2 separate regions of the Zea mays genome follow, and region 2 is linked to region 1. Evidence: chromatin contacts called from public Hi-C data. All regions are on one chromosome and are shown on one strand. Each heading gives the region's core, a stretch centred on a gene start, on an enhancer-like site or on the middle of the called end of the contact. The rest is flanking DNA. Distances are from core to core; before and after follow the strand shown. Region 1 holds the start of LOC103627072 (haloacid dehalogenase-like hydrolase family protein). Region 2 has its middle 23 kb from the start of LOC100273707.

The links. Hi-C and Micro-C count contacts between places; a contact is called where the count stands out from the background.
Region 2: a contact with region 1 is called in a Hi-C map of ear, with 8 times the contacts expected there. The contact joins the enhancer-like site here to the promoter of LOC103627072 in region 1. A contact is called at or near these places in 10 of 25 Hi-C or Micro-C datasets (bundle sheath, ear, leaf and 3 more).

The regions. Positions count from the first base shown.
Region 1 is chr5:155,157,840-155,163,321 of Zm-B73-REFERENCE-NAM-5.0, reverse strand. LOC103627072 (haloacid dehalogenase-like hydrolase family protein) reads left to right here and starts at 2,739. Exons shown (of 13, transcript XM_035959150.1): 1 at 2,739-3,295; 2 at 3,462-3,713; 3 at 3,802-3,897; 4 at 4,374-4,548; 5 at 4,638-4,718; 6 at 4,807-4,907. The coding sequence starts at 2,963.
Region 2 is chr5:155,549,163-155,554,644 of Zm-B73-REFERENCE-NAM-5.0, reverse strand. No RefSeq gene overlaps it. Among protein-coding and RNA genes, the nearest start is that of LOC100273707, 23 kb to the left of the region's middle. Within about 2 kb of position 2,089, at least 17 of the 20 cell types and tissues checked have an H3K27ac peak or open chromatin away from gene starts, as enhancers often do. A contact at or near this core is called in bundle sheath, ear, leaf and 2 more, where this site is marked.

The DNA of each region.
Region 1 (5,482 bases), core at 1,490-3,989:
ATTATTCCTACCTATGCTAGACTGTGAGACATTATATATCAATGTATTTTATCATATTGATTCCGCAGATCTAGGGGCTGTGTGCGCACTTAGAATCAAAGGTGCAGCTGCCAAAGTTCAACTAGCATTTGTTTGCACTTTCGTAAGTCTATGGCCATCTCAATTCAGAACATGCAGTATACCATATGGTCTGATTACTTTTGGTGCTTAGGTTCCTTTTGACATGGCTACAAATTCTTTTTACGGAACAAGAAGACATCCCATGAAAATCCGTCCCTCACATATACACAAAAATGAATCTATTTGATGGAAGCAGGTAACTATTCTTTGTGATCCCAATATTTCCCAGCCCTCCTCAGATAGCAGCTTGGAATGCACCATTTTATGACTGAGGTAATTTAATTACAACCTCTCCTTTTATCGTCTATAATAACTTAAATATGTATGAGATGCTGATAGATGAAGTATTCATTATACTAGAATTTGGGAGCAGTACCAACATCACATGATGATTTTTAAAGAAAAATTACCATCAGCCACACCTAGGGCTGGAAAAAAGCTCAGTTGCAGTTGTGATATTATTTCGTCTTTTTAAACCTGTCAGGAAAATGTGATATTATTTCGTCTTTTTATTTCAAGTTGCAGTTGTCTCAGATGCGAAGTAAACTTTATTGGTGTGGTAGTCTTGCAGTTGCAGTACTGTTAATTAACCCACCCCTTATCTTTGTCTCTGTAGTTCTCCAATTTGAAGTATATAAACGTCGCAATGGTCATGATAATAAAGAACATGCTGCCAAATATTATAACGGCTATAGGAGAGAGAGATATTCATGAAGGGCCAGAATAAAAAGGATTGGGCTACACTGTTGAAAACTCTGGTCTTCAACAGGCTCGAATATGAAATACTCCATGGCACACCAGACTGAAACATTCCTACTAGCTGTCCATCTTTTTTGATGATGACCTTGTAGGTTGATGCTCACTTATCTTGTAATCTGCTTTTGAAACCTCTGCAGTATTTCATTGCTATTTGTTGACAATTTGATGTTGTGGATGTGTAGAAGGACCACACTTTTCTTGAGTTTGGTTGTGCTTGTTCCAAATCTCCAAAGTGGCTATTGACTTCTCGGTGGTTAATGTGTTGCTTTTCAAGGTTTTATTTGGGCCTTTTGTTCTAAGTTTCTGTTTATGGGTAAACCTGGTGTTCTGAGAATTTTATCTTTTCAGCTATAGTGATGGTTGGGACATGGTGTGTGACTGTTCCTTTCAACTGATGAGATCTTGTACCAGGATTATTTGTCTAAGTATGCAAACATATACTAGGCTTTATTGAACTATACAGTTTTGGGTGAGCCATTTATTGATTTATAACAATTACATAGGGAGTTTACTTTTAATAATGCATACACTAGGCTACTTTAGAATTAAAGAAGTCCAACCAAAATTTCCTCGTTGATTGTTTCTTTTCCCTTCTTTTGCAATATTCCTTCTACACGTATCTTCCTTTGCTTGCATGCTTCTCCCTCTTATTAATGAATTGTGGAAACTCTCTTGCCGCCTTTTCGGGGAAAAAAAACTTGTGTCCGATGCTTGGCAATAGAAGCTCAATTACATGTACTTTTAATTTCAGATTGAGCTTCCCTTACATTCTACAGATGCCAGTGGAAGCTTCACGATGTATATGGTGTGAGATTAGTAAGGCCACCTGATTCATGAAGACTGATTACATGCTTAAAGGGACTAGGAGACCAGAGAGTCTGTTTAGATATGCACCATCATCACAGAAGAAAGAAATGCAGCTTGCACTTCTTGCTGAACGTTAGGGTACACGTAACCATGAATCTTTAATTGGCAACGTTGAATGCTTTCCTGGCCCTGTTCATACTTCTTGCTGAATTGATATAACCAATAGACATGATCTGTTCGTATTTTTGTTTTCCAGAAATAAAAGGTATGATTTGAATTCGTGAAGTGACCAAGAGACATTACTTGCATTCTTTGTGCTTTGATCTGTTTAGTGATGACAGGTATAATATATCTGGAGAGTTGTTCCTTCTTTATAATTTTGTTTTTAACAAAGTAAGTTTGATTAATTCTGTTAATGTAAACTTAATTCCCCTATGTCACTGTATAGGTGCATCCTGACAAAAAAATCCCTTCCTAAATGTTTCCTCCAACAGTTTCTCGACACCATATTTGAGGGAAAGTGAGGGTGACTTAGGATATGATTAAATATAGGATGTTGGATAGGGGTGCTGCCGGAGGGAAAGTGAGGGTGATTTCTGTTCGCAATGCCGAAAGTCGCGCCCTCTATTTGCGACGTTGGAAAGTCGTTGCCATCGTCCAAGTTCGTCGTCATCACTAACTGTTGCGTACTCGAGCTGTGTGCGTCTGACGTCCGAAGCTGCACCGAGTGTCGTTTCTTCTTCGTACATTGCTCCGTATCGAGTTCGCCCGCATAATGATCTTCTCCCTGTCGTGCTTGTCGTCGCTACGTCGTGGTAAAAAGGATTAGATTAGTGTATGATTGTCGACATATTTGTGTGTTATTACAAAATTCTAAATTGACTCTTTAGAAATAATTTGTGTAATATTGATAATGTTTACCACATGGATTTTACATATTATAGCGATATTTGTCGTTCCATTTATATATTTCATACATTTTTTTTACTCCCGTCGCAACGCACGGACATTCACTTATTCGAAAATGAAGGCACGAGATGACGAGAGCTTACACAGTCCGACGGATTCAGACGTGTCTTCTGTCTATTCTGTCGAAGCCGTCGCCTCTCAATCTGTTCTGACGAAGCAATGTTCTATAATCACAAAAATCTCGGTTAAACCTATCTTCCCATTTTGTTCCTCGTCGAGCTCCTCGCTCCGCAGCCAATCATCCTCAGCCAAAATTTCTAGAACCTCGCGCAGTCGCCCGCACCACGCCAATCTGCTGCTGCTCTCGATGGTGCGCCTCCATCAGCTCCTCTCTCGCACGCTTGCATCTCACCAAATCCTCGCTTCTGCCACCTCCAGCGTCCGCTCCACCCCGCGGCTGCTTCTCCCTCTCCGGTTGCCGCCGCCTGCTCCTCCTCCCCATGGCCGTACTCTGCTTCCCATCATCGTAGCCGCGTCGCGTCAATACGCCTCGTCGACCTTCGGGAGGCGAGGGCGCTCGACGCGGCCGCCGATGTTGCTGAGGCGCAAGAGAGCCAGGAGTCCGACGCGGAAGGGCCCTGGCGAGCTCCGCGTGCAAATTGGCATAGAGGAGGCCCTTCCCGACGACCCTGGAATCCTGGTAATAGCTTCTGGGCCCTAGTTTCGCAGTTTTGATCTGATGGTGCAGGTTTTTTTCTCAAAATAAATTGAGCACGCATTTGAAGCCACTTTGTGATATCTCCCTTTGTACGTAATGTTAAATTGGCATCATATATCTATCCATCTCACTGCAAATCGCTTTGCAGAGCATTGCAGAAACTCTTCGGACGGATGTTGGGAAGGCAGTGAAGCTGGCCCTCAACGACCTTGAAGGCTCGGATTACATGACCAGAGATCCTTCTATATGCAATGTGGACAAGTATGCTAGCATTGAGGTCTCTGTGTTGCTTTGTGATGATGATTTCATCAGGAAGCTCAACAAAGAATGGAGGGATGAGGATCATGCTACTGATGTTCTGTCAATGTCTCAGCATATCCCAGAGCTTGATATTCCCATTGTATGACATCCTACCAAATGAGTCTATTTATTTTGGATGCTTCTTTTGACCCTTTTTGTTATATATATGTTTTGTTTTGCTTTGACAGCTGCAGTTGGGTGACATAGTAATTTCTGTTGACACAGCTCGACGGCAAGCAGAAGAAAGGGGACACACACTTGTTGATGAGATAAGAATCCTCATGGTTGGTTTGTTCCTCTCTTTATTTCCTAATAATGTTTAACTGCAACTTTTCCAGTTGCATAAATGGATCAATAGTCGTGTGGATGTTGTCAGATTTATCAATATAGTCATTTTCATCTTTGCTGCACTTTGTACCTCCATAATACGCAAATAGGATGTTCAGTTCACTCTGCACTCTGAACCTTCACAATAGGAGCATACAACATTAAGAAAATTTGTATCAAAGGCATAAAAACCATAGAGCACTGTTTTAATGGAGCAGTATCTGATATTTAAAAGCTGCCTGCAAAAATAGAGACTAAAGGTCATGGCGAGATGCACAATGCACTAGTGCTCAACTGCTTGTTTCCATCAGCCATTGTGTATCAACAGCTGAATGACTCTATGCTATTACTGTTGTAATTTGTGAAGCATCCTGCATATGGCAGCCAAAGAGCTTTCACACTTCTTTATGCTAACAGACTTAAACTTCAATAGGTGCATGGGCTATTGCATTTATTGGGCTTTGACCATGAAGTCAGCAAGGTGGCTGAAGAAGAGATGGAGAAGGAAGAAGAACATATTTTAAATACTCTTGAATGGAGAGGAAAGGGATTAATTAAGAGTGCTTATGATATTGCTACTGTTATGGAACATTTACAAAATTCTGTTGGTATGTTTCCTCTGCACGGCTTAAGCATTACAGAAAAGAAAATGAATGGCAATCTATTTCTTGTCGCTTACCTATAGATTCACTCACAGAGGCTGATAGCAATATAGAGAAAGTGATCCTACAAGAGAAACATCAACCCAAACTAAGCCATATCATCTGTGATATAGATGGTGAGTTGACTGAGCACCTAGAAATATTTGGCTTCTAGTGGGTCTTGCCAAGTTCTAGTGAATAATTTCTTCCAAAAAATTTGGTAAGGTACTATCATGGATTATGAAGGTGGTCTGCATGAAAAATCAATAGGATCTTTGAGAGAGGCAATTGCAACAGGAGTAAATGTTATCATGGTTACTGGAAAGGTGGGTTCTATGCAGTTATGGTATTTGTTCATGCAATACTAATGGCACTGATCTGAAGTGGCAGCTAATTTTAGAATAACTTTTAAAAGCTTACGATTACCACTCATATTCATATGCCAGCTTTCCCAAAACAGACAATATGAGGGACACTTGGGAAAATTATCATGAAAGCTAATAGTTAAGAGGATGCTTAGTTTTTATGTCAATTTTATTATGTTAATTGCTTCCTTATTTTCTTTGATTGTAATATATAGGCTGGTTACATACTCCATCTATTCTAAATTATACGATGTATTGACTTTATTAATTATATTGGTTTCGCTATACAATTAGATATACACTATGTCTAGATACATAGTAAAATAATATATCTAGAAAAAAATAGTAAAAACAAACAAGGGTAGATCGAGGGCTGGAGACTCCCACATGAGTGGGTCTCGGGAAAGGATAAACCGAGGCAAGCCTCCCCCGCAAATGCGGAGAGGCTACTTCAAACCCGCGATCTGATGAGTCAGTGAGACGGCTCTCACTATTGCATCAGGCCTGCCCTTCTTATCTAAAAGTGTTGGACTGCT
Region 2 (5,482 bases), core at 840-3,339, 390 kb before region 1:
CAGAGGATCGCGGAAAGATAGGAGCGTGGGCCTATTTTAGTTTTGCCAAGTCAAATTATAAGAAACTGTTGGAGGTGGGTATTTTTTTTCTTTTACCATAACATTCCGGGAGTTGCTAAAATCCAAAATTTGCCAAACAAATTATCCCAAACTGTTAGAGTTGCTCTTAGCCCATAACCGTAGTCCCTAGTCATTGGAAGAGGTCGCTATGGGAAGGGATGAATCTAGCGGTCCACGACGTCGTAGTCATTGTATGATGGCTGTGGCTTTGGGAACACAGTGGCCAAAACTTTCCCTCACTAACCACGCTAGAGTAGATCGAGTCTCATTAGGTCTGTACTCTTCACAGGGTAAAGAGCTACCAATGAATCTTGTTTCGTGAGCATGGTGCTCGAAAATTTCAATCAACTTTTGAATAACATGAATATCATTTTGCATTCTCGGTTTTTCATGTTTCGAGTGACTTGCAATTCAAATCTGAATTATTTGAGAAAATTCAATTAAACGGACAAAATCTAATAGTTATAGCAAACATTTTTATAATTATGCCAAAATCGAACATGTAGATCTATATAGTGTAGAAACAAACCACAAAAAATTTGTTTGAAAAAAATATACTTTGTCGTATGTCAAAGAAGACACTCGCAAAATGATGGTTTGCTGACACTCAACAAAATAGCTTCTTTGCCGAGTGATAACGTCTGACGCTCGGCAAAGTTAACGGTTGTTAGCTATAGACGGTTGATGACAGCTATTTGTCAAGCGTCGTCGTTCGCCGAGGGTTTGACACTCGGCAAAGACAGACACTCAGTAAATGTGGTCGTCGTTGCTGAGTGTCTGTCTTTGCCGAGTGTCTTATGCTCGGTAAATGTGGTCGTTGCCAAGAGTGTTATTTCGTCGAGTGTCCGACAAAATGCACTCGGCAAAACGTCGAGCACTCAGTAAAGAGCCGGATTTCCGGTAGTGACGCGTATTGGTCTTATTTCCTTTTTTGTTTTACACGGTGCAAAAAAATAAGAGCCACAACCAAGATGATTGTTGCATTCTTGATTAAGACACGAGAAGTTCAGTTTGGTGATTCGGATGAGATCAATCTAACCGTGTTCGTTCTTGGCTGTTGTGGTGCCAAATGATCCAAAGCGTCAGCCATAAACCAAGTTTGTCCATGCTGTGGGCATTGTATTGCGTCCCGGCGATGAGCTGACAGTTCATGGCAGAGGCTGCAGGGCATGGCGGCAGTGTCCGTGCATGCGTGCATGCGTCCAAACCTCAGGTACTGCAGGGGCGGTGATGGTGATGACTGATGAGGGGGACGGCGAGGCGGACGTCAGTTGTTTCGAGATGGACACATCGTCGCACACAGAAGAGTGCCTAGGCTGGCCTCTTGCGAACCACACAGTACCCCAATGGTAATGGTATGTACAACAATGGAACTGGAAATTGGAACGTCGTCATCTCACCTGCCCCTTCTGCTTGTCCTATCCCATATATAACATCTGCTAACAAAATGCGACAAGAGATGCCATTGCAAACCCTCTCATGAGTCATGACACTACAAGTATTTGAGTAGTTGGTCTATTCTACAGGCTGCTGGTAGTATGCATGGTATAAAACGACTGCAACTGCAAGCCATAGCCAGGGATGTTGACTACACGCTTGCATGCATCAGCATCACACACTCGGGATACAGAACCATGCAGCGCAGCTTGCAGTTGCAGCAGAGAAAAGAGGGGCTGAGGCCTCTTCCCTTTTGAGCTGGGACAGGCAGGCCACAGCCCACAGGGGCGTCTGAATCGATTTCAGACGGCACAATCCCATGCCAGGTCTGGTTTTTAGCTGTTGCTGCTGGCTGCTGCTAGCTTAGCTAGCGGCTGAGACAGACAGGAGCACACTGCATACCTGACCTCGCCTCGCTCGTCACGTAGCTGTTGCAAGCAAATATACTCCTCCTTGTCAGTGACGCAGACGACGCAGAGACTTGTCCCGTGTGTACACACAGCACGCACACTGTTGCGCTGCTGTGCAGTGCTTCAGCACTTTGACTCTCGCTTCGACTCGTCACGTCAGGGGGACGGACGGGTCACGGCGGGAAACCCGTTGCGCCGCCTGCCCCCCCGTTCTGCGGGCCGAATCTATACCCATCTGGCCCAAGCCCATACGTGTCGGCACAGCCCGCCTCCGACCTTATGTTATGAACATATATATATATATATATATATATATATATATATATATATATATATATATATATATATATATATATATATATATATATATATATATATATATATATATATATATATATATATATATATATATATATATATATATATATATATATATATATATATATATATATATATATATATATACACACACACACACGTCCAGGTACCAGCAGTTGATCAGAATTTTCTCAAAAGAAAATAAAAAAAGGCAAGCCAGCAGTTGATCAGACACTGTGAATCTGCTTCGAACAGTGCAACAACTTTTGTAGGAAGCTGGAAACGTATAAACTTCCGACAACAATATTTTCTGAATTAGATCCATCTTAAGTTAACTTTTTTGTTTCCAGGGTTATCTTATGTTTAACGAGATTTGTAAAGGCAATTATAATGATACCAAACCAAATAAATGAATTATAAAAAAATCAACCATGTTTATGATTCTAATTTGACATAATAAATAATCACGCTCTTTTATGGATTTATTCGACCTTATAAGTTTGGTTTAAGATGATTTTAAGAATTAGTTTGTATAACAACGAAATGAATATATAGTACTTTGCCTTAAAAAAAGAGCATAGTATTGTTTCCGTTGAATATGCTGTTACGGTGGAGGAGGGCATGGGTATCTGTCGTTGTTGTTTTTTGTCGACAATTCAGGTTAAAGATATTGACGCAGGAGACAAACTTCTAGGCCCACTATATAGAGACCATTGTCCACCGGACCAGGGCCCAGGGCCTGGAAACTACTCTAGCCCATGTCAGCATTCTGGGTATGATTGCCCGAGACGCTACAGTAAAACTAGCCCTACACGAAGAGGGCAGGCTACGGGTCTTGCCTTCGAGGCGGGTCGGGTCGACAAGACTCCTCTAAAGAGATAACGAGAGTACATGGCCAAGAACTCTGCAACGCAAAAGGGCCCCTGCCACGTAAGCTTGCATGAGGCTTCCTTCTGCAACAACCCTCACTATCCTGTTGGCGGGGTCTGGTTGCACCATGGGCCTAGCCTGCCCCTACCTTTGGTGTGGTTCGATGCTACCACTTGTTTCGAGGTTCCCGCTGGAGGCCCTGGAAACCATTAGGAGGGATACAGACCCCGGGGTCTTCTTCGCCCGACGGTTACATATGTTCCCGAGGCCCCACTACTGGCCTCAGACCGCCTTGGATGGTCTTCGGATCTCCAGGTGGACTCCTTCAGGCAACCGCTCCACCGACCACCGAGCAGGCATGGGGGCCTAGTGCACCTTAGCTCCGAGAGGCCCCACCCTACCGGTGTCCCAACACACCAGTGTCCTAGATGCCCTGCGATGACCCTGATCAATGGGTGGGGCTTCGGGAGTGCCACGTGGCCAGCCACCCACACCTTGATCGGTCAAGGAGTTGGTGGAGTCAAGAGACATGTCAAAAGCAAAAACAAGTTCCTAGAGCAAACAAGAAACAAGAAAAATACATGAGCAAAATTCAAGGTAAGACAATTATGGCTCATGATAAATGCTCTAACAATGACCCAGTGTGCTTCAACAAATAAAAATCAAAGAGAAGCAATAAGAAAAAGAAGGGCATTAGATTGGATCATGCCCCCACCACTACAGGAAAACCAGGAAAAAACGTCGAGGCTGGGAACCGACATTCTTAGATTAAGAACATCGGCTTGCCGATGTACAATATTTGATGTCCTTAAACAACTAAGAATGTCGGGGCCAACGTTCTTAAGTCAATAACGTCGACAAGGCAAAACCTGACATACTTAAACATATAAAAACGTCGGTACAAAGGGGACAACGTTCTTAACTACGAGCCACATGGCACCTAACCGGGGATCCATGGGTGAGCCACGTGGCATTAAGTACGTTAGCCATTAAGACCGACATTCTTAAATGGCCACCAGGCCAACCACTGGCATTGCCACATGGCTTGAAGAACGTCGATTCATCGATGTTCTTAGATGTTGTGGACTTAAGAACGTCGGCTTGGCCGACATTATTATTATTATTATTTTTAAAATATAAACCCTGTTCTGGATCCCTCCTCGAATGGGATGTCTCCAGAACAGGGTTTATATTTAAAACATGCATACATATATACACACAATAGTCCAAAACACAAGTCTCAAACACAAGTTCACACACATAAACACAATAGTCCATAAGTCCACACGGCACAAGTCCAAACATCGCATAAACATGTCCAAACATCACATAAAAAGTCTACAAGTCCATCAAACTTGATATGGGTCGTCGATCGGGTTGAAGATCTGGTCGACGAAGTTCGTAGCGTCGTCCTAAGTAGGACACGAACCCGAACTCGAACCCTACAAAAGATGTGGTCCATATGTTACCGTATAGATTTAGCTTTATTTACTACATTTTAGTTAACTAAAGCTCAAAGTGGACTTAACTTGCCACTCTAGGGATGGAGGTGGCTATGTCGACCATGGAGCATATCCCTAAGGCATTTGTGATGGCCCCATAGGAGGATATCCCCACAACATCTATGGCAACAACATCAACATTGGCATTTGAGGCGGCATCTGCGAAGTCATCTGAGGCGACATCTATGGAGCATATACCTACGACATCATTGGGGCGTCATTTGGTTGTGGGGACCTGTCCCAGAACCCTATAACAAGAGAATAAGTGTCATGTTTACGATTAAGAACTCTAACTTGATAAAGTTACACAAGTTTACCTGTGATGCATCACCATGTGAAGACGCGAGGTTCGCTGGCGGAGTCAGAGTAACGCATTGCTGAGGTACATCGATATCGTACGTCTGCAAGCAAACATATTACAAATTGTGCATTTAGAATCATTTGGAAAAACTAATAAATAACTAAATTGAAGTCAAGCTATTACTGTTAATGCATCCACATATACATATTTTGAGATTGCATCATTTACATTTGTTGTTGCATTTGTTGCATCTCCTTCGCGGGGACGAGGGGAGGTGAGCTGAACCATGCTTTGCTCGATGGACTAGCAATGACGCTCAATGAGTTACAAACAGGTAATCCGAGTGAGGCACTGGTTTCTTCTGCAGGATCCAAGCGAAGGGCCCACTGGGGATCTAAAAGAGAAATGTGCCCTTGGGCTATTTCTATATTGTTTGGTGATTAGATGCACAACACACTAGGTGAGAACTAACAAAAGTTAAGCAAAGGTATATCTAGATGGATCAAGAATAAAGGTAAGTTCTAGACACTTAGTCAATTGTTTTATGTGCTAAACATACTTGTCTAAGTGCCAAGGACTCAGCT